Linked DNA regions of Sus scrofa: region 2 is linked to region 1. The links are chromatin contacts, called in public HiChIP or PLAC-seq maps. All regions are on one chromosome and are shown on one strand. Each heading gives the region's core, a stretch centred on a gene start, on an enhancer-like site or on the middle of the called end of the contact. The rest is flanking DNA. Distances are from core to core; before and after follow the strand shown.

What was found. HiChIP or PLAC-seq counts read pairs in DNA pulled down with a chosen protein or histone mark.
Region 2: a contact with region 1 is called in an H3K27ac HiChIP or PLAC-seq map of alveolar macrophages. The contact joins two enhancer-like sites. A contact is called at or near these places in 1 of 47 Hi-C or Micro-C datasets (embryonic fibroblasts) and 1 of 2 datasets of contacts at active chromatin or transcription factors (alveolar macrophages).

Annotation. Positions count from the first base shown.
Region 1 is chr8:30,110,675-30,116,576 of Sscrofa11.1, reverse strand. No RefSeq gene overlaps it. Among named protein-coding and RNA genes, the nearest start is that of TLR10, 21 kb to the left of the region's middle. Within about 2 kb of position 1,291, at least 49 of the 83 cell types and tissues checked have an H3K27ac peak or open chromatin away from gene starts, as enhancers often do. A contact at or near this core is called in alveolar macrophages, where this site is marked.
Region 2 is chr8:30,377,914-30,384,045 of Sscrofa11.1, reverse strand. KLHL5 (kelch-like protein 5) reads right to left here. Exons shown (of 15, transcript XM_021101108.1): 3 at 5,365-5,437; 4 at 1,777-2,253. The coding sequence starts at 2,159. Among named protein-coding and RNA genes, the nearest start is that of KLHL5, 19 kb to the right of the region's middle. Within about 2 kb of position 4,210, at least 6 of the 83 cell types and tissues checked have an H3K27ac peak or open chromatin away from gene starts, as enhancers often do. A contact at or near this core is called in alveolar macrophages, where this site is marked.

The DNA.
Region 1 (5,902 bases), core at 42-2,541:
GTTAACGAATCCGACTAGGAATCATGAGGTTGCGGGTTCGGTCCCTGCCCTTGCTCAGTGGGTTAAGGATCCGGCATTGCCGTGAGCTGTGGTGTAGGTTGCAGACGCGGCTCGGATCCCACGTTGCTGTGGCTCTGGAGTAGGCCGGGGGCTACAGCTCCGATTGGACCCCTAGCCTGGGAACCTCCATATGCCGCGGGAGCGGCCCAAGAAATAGCTAAAAAAGACTAAAAAAATAAAAAAATAAAATAAAATATTGTCAAACACTTGGGGTCTTTTCTATAATATTTTTCTGAAAAAAGTGAAGAAAAATCACTAAATGCTTTTAATACTTAACAATAAATTATGCAGATGAAGTTGTGAATAATTAGCCCATTGGGCAAAACCAAATTTGGGCCCTTTGCTATTTCCCTTTTTCGGTTTCTGAACATGATCATTTCAGGGTCCATAAGTACGCAAAGACTGTAAAATGGTATCATACCTCTAAGACTTGACAATTTATATCGCAAGTTTACATTAGAATTTTAAAACATCTTATTCTTCAAAAAGTTCAGGAAATCAGCTCCCTCAAACCACATTTGTGGTTTTTAGAATCAAAATAAGTAGCTGAACTACATGTTACACAAGATGCAAACACACACACACAAAAGCGCTTTCCTCAAAACTGGTTTCAACATCTCAGCATTTCCAAGCTACTGAGCAGGGATCCAGAGTCTCCCTGAGTCTCACGAATATCAATTTATGCACATAAACCGAGAGGAGTGAACACCCCAACAGCCAAGCTTTTCTTCCCACTTTAATGCAAATCGGATGCAGTTTAATGCTTTGTTCCCTACGGAGACCCAGGAGAGGACGGAGGGGGAGATTGTCTCGGTTGCCAGAACCTTAGAAAAAACCTAGAGCCAACATCTTCCTTAGACTTTACAGGCAAAAAGCTGGAAAAGCTTTAAACTGAATCGATCTAATAGATTAAAAACTGAATAGATAGACATTTGTTTTTTCTTTTTAAATCTTTATCTTAAAACCCAGCTTCAAGCCCCCAAAGGACACAAATGAGAGACGAAGACCACAAAAAAAAAAAAAAAAAAAAAAAAAAAAAAAAAAGAAGAAGAAGAAGAAAAAAGAAAAACCAGACCAAAAATAAATAAAAGGACAGAGAGAAACAGCAGCAGGCATGGCGGGAGCCAGCGGTACTGCGACATCCCATTTTGCAGCGCGCATCTAACCTTGAAGCCAGGGCCTCACAGAAGTCCGGTTAGAAGCAGTTTCACTTCGCTGGTTGCTCCCCGCGGGCCTTTCCGGAGGCGGAAAGCAGAAGTTCACGACCTTAAAATAGATCCTATTGTGCATGCAAGAGCAACTCCAGCAGCAAGACGTCCCTTGGGGTTAGCCCACCACGCAGTTCTCAGGTTGGCTCGCTCCATCCCATCTGTATGGACCCTTTAGAAGCCTAACTTGGCTTTGGGGGCAACTGGGCAGTGTGTGCTGAAGCCTTTGGCCACTTAGCGTTTTGCACGTTCGGCAGTAAGGTCTTTAATGAGCCGCCCTCGTGTCAGAGAAAGAATATACCGAGAAGACCCATCCGACCTCTCCACAGCTCACCTTGACGGGACACCTGCCACATGAGTCGCACTTTCGAGGACGGGACCACAGGAGGCTCGTGGGATGTGGAATGTTAAAAGAAAGCCGCCCTCGTTTTCTCTTTTGTTTCTCATTTTTCTTTCCTCTGCCTCGTCACTACCTCTGAAAGGCGTGCAATGGGGCCGCTTTTCGAGTCTCCTTAATTCTTACTGCCCGCCCATTTCAAACCAACAAGGCAGAAATGTTGACAGCTCCAGCATGGGTATCACCTGAGAGCTTGTTAGTACTGCAGGATTTCAGGCTCCATCCCAGACTTACTGAATTCGAATCTGCCTTTTAAACAAGACCCCAGCTGATTCTTATGCCCCACAGGGTTTGAGAAGTACTAAGAAACTTTGAAACTGAACGGAGGTCTTGCCCGCGGGGACCGGCCCGCGTGTGAAGGGTCACAGCGACACCGTGTGGTTATATTAGTAGTTGCTGTTGCGCTTTCTGGTGGGCAAGAGGCTATTTGACAGAACAGCAGTTTATTATTCTCACTGGAGGCAACAGATGAAGTCGTACTAGTGCCCAAAGGGCTCCGGGTTTGGCCTCTCTCCACTACGCTGTCAAAGAGATGGGATCCTTTTCTAAGGATGCCCTCTACCTGATTCGTGAACGGCTTATAGCCACAGCCATTCTGTGCACCATGAACAACAGGATCAACCGATCTCAAAGTATTTCTTTCCATTTTACAAGATTTATCAGAATATTCATAAAGCTACTGAGACAAGTGGCACAAGGATGGTTCTAGAGATCATCTAGATGAGTGATCCCCACCTTTCAAACATGAGGCTCGCTTTGTAACAGTGGTTGATATTTTTTGAATGTTTACTGTTTTGAGCACTGCTCTAAGCACCTCCATGCAGTTAGTCAATTAAGCCTCACGTTAATTCAGGGAGATAGGTGCTATATCATCTCTAGTTTGTGGACCCCTATTTGGCAGTAATTTTGTTTGTAATGTTTATTGGTTGAGAAAAATCTATACTAACAAGAAATAATTGTTATGACTCAAAAATGATTTTGATTGAATTATGATTTGAAAATGATTTTGCATTGAATTAAACCCAATCACTTCTACATATACTTAGGGAAGAGAAGTGCAGGCACATAAGATATGTTATTAACCAGCCTCAGACTGTGTTGGAGGCATATGTCAGCTTGGAACCTCTTGCAACAGCTCTAAAGCTCTCCAGAGGCAGTCTGGAAGCCCCCAACGTGGAAGCACACCCCAAATCCTTTATTGATGCCTTACCACTCAATCCTGAATGTGGTAGATTTCATCTAGTCTCTGATGATTGACAGGATCAGGCTTGCCTTGGCCTTGGATGGGGGACTTCTGGGGAGGATGAAACGGATTTCAAAGTTCCCCATGGTTACACATGTAGCTTGAAAAGTGACATTATAGAGACAAACAGACTCCATGGAAAATTTCTCCCTTCTATTCTCCAACCTATGCACCCTAGAAAGAATCATTTTCCTAACACACAATTCTTTGTGTGTGTGTGTGGCTGCATCCTTGGCATGTGGAAGATCCCGGGCCAGGGGTTGAAACCGTGCCACAGCAGCAACCCGAGCCTCTGCAGTGACAACACTGGATCCTTAACCCACTGTGCCACAAGAGAACTCTCTAAAACACAGTTCGGTTTGAGTTACTCCCCAACACAAAGTTATCTCCAACAATGTCTAGCTAGTTATGTAAGAGAAAGCCTTAATCTGATTATCCAGGTTTTCAAAGTAAAATCTAATACCAACTGACTTGCTTGTTGCTCCTCCTTGGCTCTGTCTAGATTAATCCTCTTGTCTGTGTTGCCAGTAGAAAAGGATAGCCTCAGAGGAGACCTCTAGGAGGCCAGATGGTGGCTAACATGACCCTTCCCAGGAAGCAGTGCCTTGGTTAAGTCACTTGGAATGCATAGGTAGGTCCTACATAGATACAGGAAAACAGTACTGGAAGTAACAGATAGCCTTCTCTCAAGATCAAGCATGAGTTTTACTGTGAAAAATATCATTGCCGAGTTGGCCAAATAAGTGTATGTGCTGGTGGGAATTCTCTTCCGCAGGCCCTCGGTGGAAGAAAGAGCATAAGCAGAAGGTTGCTTGGTCAGTGCAAGTCTTGGCCATTTTGTATTTCTGGCTGCCCAGTTTCAATCCCCTCTTATTAAAAGTCCATCATTTTCCAGAGTTCCCATCATGGCTCAGCAGAAACGAATCTGACTAGCATCCATGAGGATGTAGGTTCGATCCCTGGCCTGGCTCAGTGAGAGAAGGATCTGGTGTTGCCATGAGCTATGGTGTAGGTCACAGACATGGCTCAGATCCCGTGTTGCTGTGGCTGTGGCGTAGGCTACAGTTCTAATTCGACCTCTAGCCTGGGAACCTCCATATGCCGTGGGTTTGGCCCTAAAAAGACAAAAAAAGAAAGAAAGAAAGAAAGAAAAGTCCATCATTTCCTTTTGGGCATCCTTTCTTCCTGCTGGATGTAGTCTGGGAGACAGGGACCAAGATTCCAGAATTCCCTCCTTAATGGGTAGGGAGGTGGCCCAAGTGAGGACAGTTACATCATCTCTTCCAGCTATTTGAAGCTTGACTGGAGGATCAAAGAAATAGAACTCTATTTCATGCCAGCCTTCCAGAACCTCCCTTTAGACTTCTTGCTGGTGTTTGAATCCTATCCTCCAGAAATATCCTAGTTTCTGCCTGTTTCCTCATCTCCACCATTATTGATTCTGTGAGCCCCCAACATCCTTCCAAAAATGTTTCTTTTAAGTTATTGTGCTATGTAGTTATTGCTAGAATAATGTTGTATAAAAAAACCCAAGATGAAATAGAAACGATGAATGGACCCATCACAAGAACTGAAATCGAAACTGTGATTAAAAAACTTCCAACAAACAAAAGTCCAGGACCAGATGGCTTCATAGACAAATTCTATCAAACATTTAGAGAAGAGCTAACACCTATCCTTCTGAAACTATTTCAAAAAATTGCAGAGGAAGGGATACTCTGAAACTCCTTCTATGAGGCCACCATCACCCTGATACCAAAACCAGACAAAGACTCCACAAAAAAAGAAAACTACAGGCCAATTTCACTGATGAACATCGATGCAAAAATCCTCAACAAAATACTAGCAAACCGTATCCAACAATACATTCAAAGGATTGTACATCATGATCAAGTGGGATTTATCCCAGGGATGCAAGGGTTCTTCAATATCCGCAAATCCATCAGTGTGATACACCACATTAACAAACTGAAGAATAAAAACCATATGATCCTCTCAGTAGATGCGGAAAAAGCCTTTGACAAAATCCAACACCCATTTCTGATAAAAACCCTTCAGAAAGTGGGCATAATGGGAACCCACCTCAACATGATAAAGGCCATATATGACAAACCCACAGCAAACATCATTCTCAATGATGAAAATCTGAAAGAATTCCCACTGAGATCAGGAACAAGACAAGGATGTCCGCTCTGCCACTACTCTTCAACATAGTTCTGGCAGTCCTAGCCACAGCAATCAGAGAAGTAAAAGAAATAAAAGGAATCCAAATTGGAAAGGAAGAAGTAAAACTATTCCTATTTGCAGATGACATGATACTACACCTAGAGAATCCTAAAGACTCTACCAGAAAACTGTTAGAGCTCATCCGTGAATTTGGCAAAGTCGCAGGATACAAAATCAATACACAGAAATTGACAGCATTTCTATACACTAACAATGAAAGAGCAGAAAAAGAAATTAGGGAAGCAGTCCCATTTACCATCACATCCAAAAGAATAAAATACCTAGGAGTAAACCTACCTAAAGAAACAAAAGACCTGTACTCTGAAAACTACAAGCCACTGATGAAAGAAATCAAAGAGGACACAAATAGATGGAAAGATACACCATGCTCGTGGATTGGAAGAGTTAATATTATCAAAATGACTATACTACCTAAGGCAATCTACAGATTCAATGCAATCCCTGTCAAATGACCAAGGACATTTTTCACAGAACTCGAACAAAATATGTTAAAGTTTGTTTGGAAGCACAAAAGACCCAGAATAGCCAAATACATCCTGAAAAAGAAAATGGAGCTGGAGGAATCAGGCTCCCTGACTTCAGACTATACTACAAAGCAACAGTCATCAAAACTGCATGGTACTGGCACAAAGACAGAACTATAGATCAGTGGAACAGGATAGAAAGCCCAGAATTCAACCCACACACCTACAGCCAACTAATCCATGACAAAGGAGGCAAGAATATACAATGGAGAAAGGACAGCTT
Region 2 (6,132 bases), core at 2,961-5,460, 260 kb before region 1:
CAATTATATATTATTGAAGTATGCACGCAGCAATCTCCTAGTCAAAAGCAACCTTTTTCTGTCATAATGAATACCCCATCAAGATGATATTTCAATGTGGCTACTAAAGAATAGATTAACTTAATTTCAGTAATCATTAGCTATGCAAACTACTTCTGTTGTAAGGAAGTAAATTATAATGCATATACCCATGCGTATATAACCTTTCCAAGATTACCTATGTATATAAATTTGATACTCACATATGTATAATCTCTCCAGGTAGTAGATACACATTAAGAGTTTTACAACTTATGCTGGTAAATGAATGAATGTTTTGTTTTGTCTCTAATTCTGTGAAAATATTCTTGATATACTACATTGATTTTCAAATAAAAGGATGATTGCTCTTTGGTTTCTCACAAAAATAATAAACCCTGAACCTTTTACTATATAAATTATTCTTTTGATGGCAACAAGTATCCAAAGAAAATATGTAACAATGAAACCCTATTAACTCAATTGATCTCCATATTAAAGTGATTAGTTGGCTCCTAGTCCCTTAAGATAATGCTAAATGATTAATTCAAAAAATGTTAATTAAATACACTAGTTACCTATGTAAAGATACTCCCTTCTCTCCATTACACAAGTGACTATAGACTATATTTGTTACTACTCTAACACCACAGTTCAGAATTCCACATTCTGAAGATTAGAAGAGAAGGCAATAAATAGCCCCAAGTAAGAGACACTTGAATACATCAACTCATTTTGTCTCCATCTCTTATGATGCCTATATTAATAATAACCAAATACGAATGACAAGTGTTATCAAAACCTGCAAAGGAATTTTAAAAGAAAAAGGATCCAGTAACTAACCTAGAAAAATGAGATAAGCCTTTAAATATTTTTGAGTGAAGATGAATCAGAAAGACGACTTTCAGGCTCCCACTTGTTACATAACATGCTACAGCGGTTTAAACTGATTAATACAAAAATTCATTTCAAAGATAAAGCCTGGTTCCATGGATAAAGATGGATAAAGCCACTGTGAAATTACCAATTTTTAATTTTCTCTCTTCACACTCATTTCCCCTTCTTTTTGCCCCCTTTTCACCAGCCGACCACATCTAGTTCCTCTATGTTCCCTTATACTCTCCTGAAGGAATGCCCTTCATTTCCCTAAATAGCACAATTTTCAGTGAAGTGAAGGTAACAGGAATTAGTAGCTGTCATCTTAGAAAGAGACATGTTACTGTATTCTCAGTATTAGTCTGGAGGGCTGCAACATAGGACAAAGAGAAATAACCATAAGAAAAATATTATTGACAACTACAATGGTGTAAAAAATTACTGGTAACTACCACGTGCATCTCCTTGTAAAACCTTTCGTTTACAGTAAAATTTTAAAAATGACTCATTATAAATGTCTTCTATAGTTTTGCTATGACTATAGAAGGTAAATGAAGGAAGCAAACTGCAAGGCAATGATGCATAAAATTGCTACCATGTATTACTTTCAAGGCAGAGCCAGATCTATACATGGAGCACAAGATATTTAAAAATGAGAGCTATTTGTTGTCTTTATAATTTTTCAGAATTAAAATCAGTATCAGAACATCCAAACAATCCCAGCAAAAGTACTACCTATGCGTACCAAGAAATTATATATGTGTACATACACAGAGAGAGGTATATAAAATCATATATTTTAAATAATAATACTCAATTATTTTAAACAGTATCGAGACTATACCCCCACACCCCATTTCCAACAGTAAGAAAATAATCAACCTGCATGAACTGGAATCAGATTCATTTTCTTCTTCACTAGTGCCATCATCCACTTCTGGTCTATCCAGCCAATGTGCGCCGCCACAATCTTCTGCTGTAAACTCAAATGCAGGGACTTCAGAGGTGGATGCCATTGGCCAAGAAGGTGAATTCTGAAAATCCAGTTGGCTGGACCTTCGGTAACCAATTGAAGCCAAAGGCAATTGTAGGCTACATGGATCTAAAAACTTTCTCCCACCGTGTGCTCCGGTCTGTCCTCGATTCCAAAATTCTCCCTGCTGGCTGTCAACTGTAGAATTAGGAGATGATGCTTGATGGCTAAACCACCTCCATCTGATTTTCAAAATCTGCTTCACATCAAACTCTTTACGAGAACCAGACATCCTCAGAGAAACCAAGTGATCGTCTAGGCAACGGGCAAAAAGCACTGCACACAGATTTGTGCATCCAACCAAGACAAGAGAAGTATATGCTCTGCTGTATACAATAAACAAATGGAAAGGAAAATAAATCACATTCACAGCTACATCTACATTGACTTTATACCAACATACCAGATTATAAAGAACAAAGGACAATGAAAAAAAGATGAAACACGGTGGAACATTCCGTTCAATCAGAGCAAACTCTCATCCACCTATCCTGAAGCAGCTCGACCACTTTCCCCGGCTCTCCTTTCCCTGCCTGACCATTAGCTCTCGCAAACGCCGACAGCATTCATCAAAGCCCTTTCAAATGCAGAACACCACCCCTTTCCTTAAACCACAAACGACAGAGACCGAAAGCACTATCCCAGGATCTCAGTCTCTGTTGCTTAGTGGATTAACTCTTCTACTGCTGAAACAAGAAATGTATTCCACAGCCTTCTCCTTTGTACTTAGAAATCACTGTAAGATGAAAACGTTATCTATTTTTCATACCAAGTTCTCAATGAGGCATCATAAAACAACAGCTTTTCAAAACGCGTTTTAAAATTAGATGAGTTACAGTGATTTTCAAGCTGTGCTTCTCGGCTGGGAGAAGGGGGGAGGAAGGAGGAGGAAGACAAGGTGGGGCTCCTGTTCGGGGCTCGGCACGTCTATCTTCTCCCTTCAGGAAGGGAGTGTATTTCATTAATAGAGTGAGACACTAAGCAAGACTTCATCTGAGCAAAGGATAGCGAGGAGAATGAGGAAAAAGAAAAAGTTTGAAAACTACAAAGGATCAAAATATGACAGGACTTATTCTTTTTCAAATAAATAACCTGAAGTCACTATTGCTCTCTAATCAAGGCCACTTAGGTTTAGTACAATAGCCACATTTCTATGACACCACTTAGGAGAAGAAAAGTGTGGCTCAAGAAAGCTAGCTGGGACTGGGCAGGGATTATTTCTCGGGTGTACAAATACCCTGATAGTGCCCTCTGTTGTTAGTAAAACAAAGCAATGGTCTGAACATGGTTGCAGCTAAAGGCAAATTGTTAAAGCAAATGAAAATCAAAGGCAATCAAATTTTAAAACACTGAATGGTTATTCTAAGACACTACCAGGCACTGGGGGTGGGGGTGGGGGGGAGACACAGATATATACATCTTGGTTTCTATCCACAAAAAAATAACCACATTGAATTATTGAAACAAAAATATTTGAAAACTTAAATGTAAGAAACATTATAATGCTGCAGTATTACATTTTGTTATCTACAAATACAGAACTCGAGTTTTCAAGGTGCTCAGTATCAAATAATTTTACTTGAAAGGCAATGCCTGTTATCAAATGACCCCCATCCCTGCTCCTCCTCCAAAAAAAACTGCTTTGGATGCTTAGAAAAATATTGTGAGGCATATATCTTAACCCCACACAGCTCTTTAGGAAAATAAAAATTATTCAGCAAAATAAGAATGAGAGGCATGAAAAGCCATATATATGATTTTGCAGGATAAACCATAAATATTATAAGAAAGAAAAAGGAAATATCAGGATGGTGTGGAGTGCTATGGGCCAGTTTCATCCAGGAGAAGGCTTCCAAGAATAAGCTGTATAGGTGAACGAGGAAAGATTTTACAAAGGAATTAAGATACTAATAAAAGCATGAAGTGAGCATTCTGACAAAGAAAGAGGGGTAGCAGTTTGATCAGCCAGCCAGATATAGCTAATTCATTTTAAGGAGTAGTAAGAGATAAAGTTGGGTGCATAAGAAGAGAGAAAATGCCTTGAGCACAAAGCAAAGGTGTAAAAGCTAGCAGGCAACGTTAAGTGGACTGTTGAACAGGGCAATATTTTAGCAAATTAATTTAGCAGTGGTATGCAAGATGCATTAGAGAGTGAAACGACACTTTTCTGTTTCTTCTCACCTCTGCCCAACTTCTTTTATTAACAGCCTTCCGAACACACTCTGCCTATCTAACTTTGTTTCTACTGTTTTCCAACACGGACACACTGCTTCATCAGTAAAGACAGAGTCTACATTATGGTGCTTCCTCTTTCAGAGGATGTTTGTGTCTCAATTTCTATGGTTTTGAAATCGCATTCATCCTTCAAGGTTTTAGCACGGGCACTGCTGGCCTTAGAAAAAGGCTTTTCCAATTACTCCAGCCTTGTGGCTCTCAAGGGTGGCACCGACCCTCTGCTCCAGCACCCCCAAAAGACTTCTGGAAGTAGGGGGATAGATTTTAGGTTACTGTAATGACCAGAAAGGGCTACGGGGCATTGAGTGCGCAGGCGCCAGACATGGTAAACATCTTAAAGTGCAGGGTATAGACCCACACAATGATGAAATGCCCTGCGGTAGATTGTAATGATTTTGCTAACTCTCTTCATTCATATAAATATTTACCAAGCATTTACATGCACAAGGCTCCGCAAGAGGCGGAAAGATGAGTAACAAACAGATCATTCTTTTAAGGCTATACTCTGGCAGACAAAAGAAAAATTAAATGAACATTACAGATAAAGAATACAGGGTTTTTTGGCCATGCCTGCAGCATGTAGAAGTTCCCAAACTAGGGATCAATCCAGGCCGCTGCAGTGACAATGTCAGGTCCTTAACCTGCTGCGCCACAAGGAACTCCAGGAATATGTTTAATGAATAAATTCTATATAAATAAAATTTTAAATTGGATTCAGGAGTTTCTGTTGTGGCTTCAGTGGTAACGAACCCGATTAGTATCCATGAGGATATGGGTTCGATCCCTGGCCTCACTCAGTGGGTTAAAGATCCAACACGGCTGTGAGCTGTGGTGCAGGTCGAAAACGTGGCTTGGATTCTGAGTTGCTGTGGCTGTGGAATAGGCCAGCAGCTGTAGCTTCAATTCAACCCCTAGCCTGGCAACTTCCATATGCCGCACATGCCCTAAAAAGAGGAAGAAAAAAAAAAAAAGCACTGCTATATATAGCACAGGGAACTATATCTAGTCAATTGTGGTGGAACATGATGGAAGATAATGTGAGCAAAAGAAGATATATATGTACCTATGTATGACAGGGTCACTTTGCTGTACAGCAGAAATTGACAGAACATTGTAAATCAACTATAATAGAAAAAAGAAAAATCTTTTAAAAAATAAAATAAAATAAATTGGATTCAATCTATCAACATGAGAACACTTACCAGAATCCAGTTACAACGTGCTAGCTCCAATAGCTAGTCGTGTCTTTGTTTGGTTTGGTTGACTGGCTGAAGCCTGAACACAAGAATGGACTTCATTAAAGGCCACTGAGATGCCAGACATTTCTCAGTACAATATAGAGAAGAAATAAGGAGATGTGAATGTTAAAATGTTAAACCATGCCCAGCTCCTAAGAAGAGCCAAAGACCCCTTTCACCAAAATACTGACATATACATTCAATAAACACCTCTTTAATGTAGTAGCTCTTCTGAGTAGGCTAGAGATGCAGGTGGGAAATTAGCCACTGAAATAGGCTTTCTGATTTTAAAGGGATACTAGGACCTTGGATTGGCAAAGGCCAAGCAGCAGCCTTTAATCATTGCTCCCATAACCGTGGGTTTAGTTACATGTATACATATATATACATGCATTTGTATACAAACCCCCACCGACCCCAACCTTTTGCATCAGTGGACTCATACTGCATGCTTTTTTCACTGAGACACTTATTCTGTCAATCTTCCTCCTCTCATTCTTCCTGGTAATCAATATTGACAGCTTGGTGTATGGCTTTTCACAACTTTTTCCAAGTTTACGAAATTCCTACCTCAACTTATATACACATATAGGAATTTCTGTTATTGGGTTATAAAAGAGATCATATTGTACACCTATTTTGGCATTTTGCTTTTCTCACCAAAGTTATATATATGGAAATGTGTTTAAACTAAATGATGATAATTTTAAGAGTTACAGAATATTTCATAAT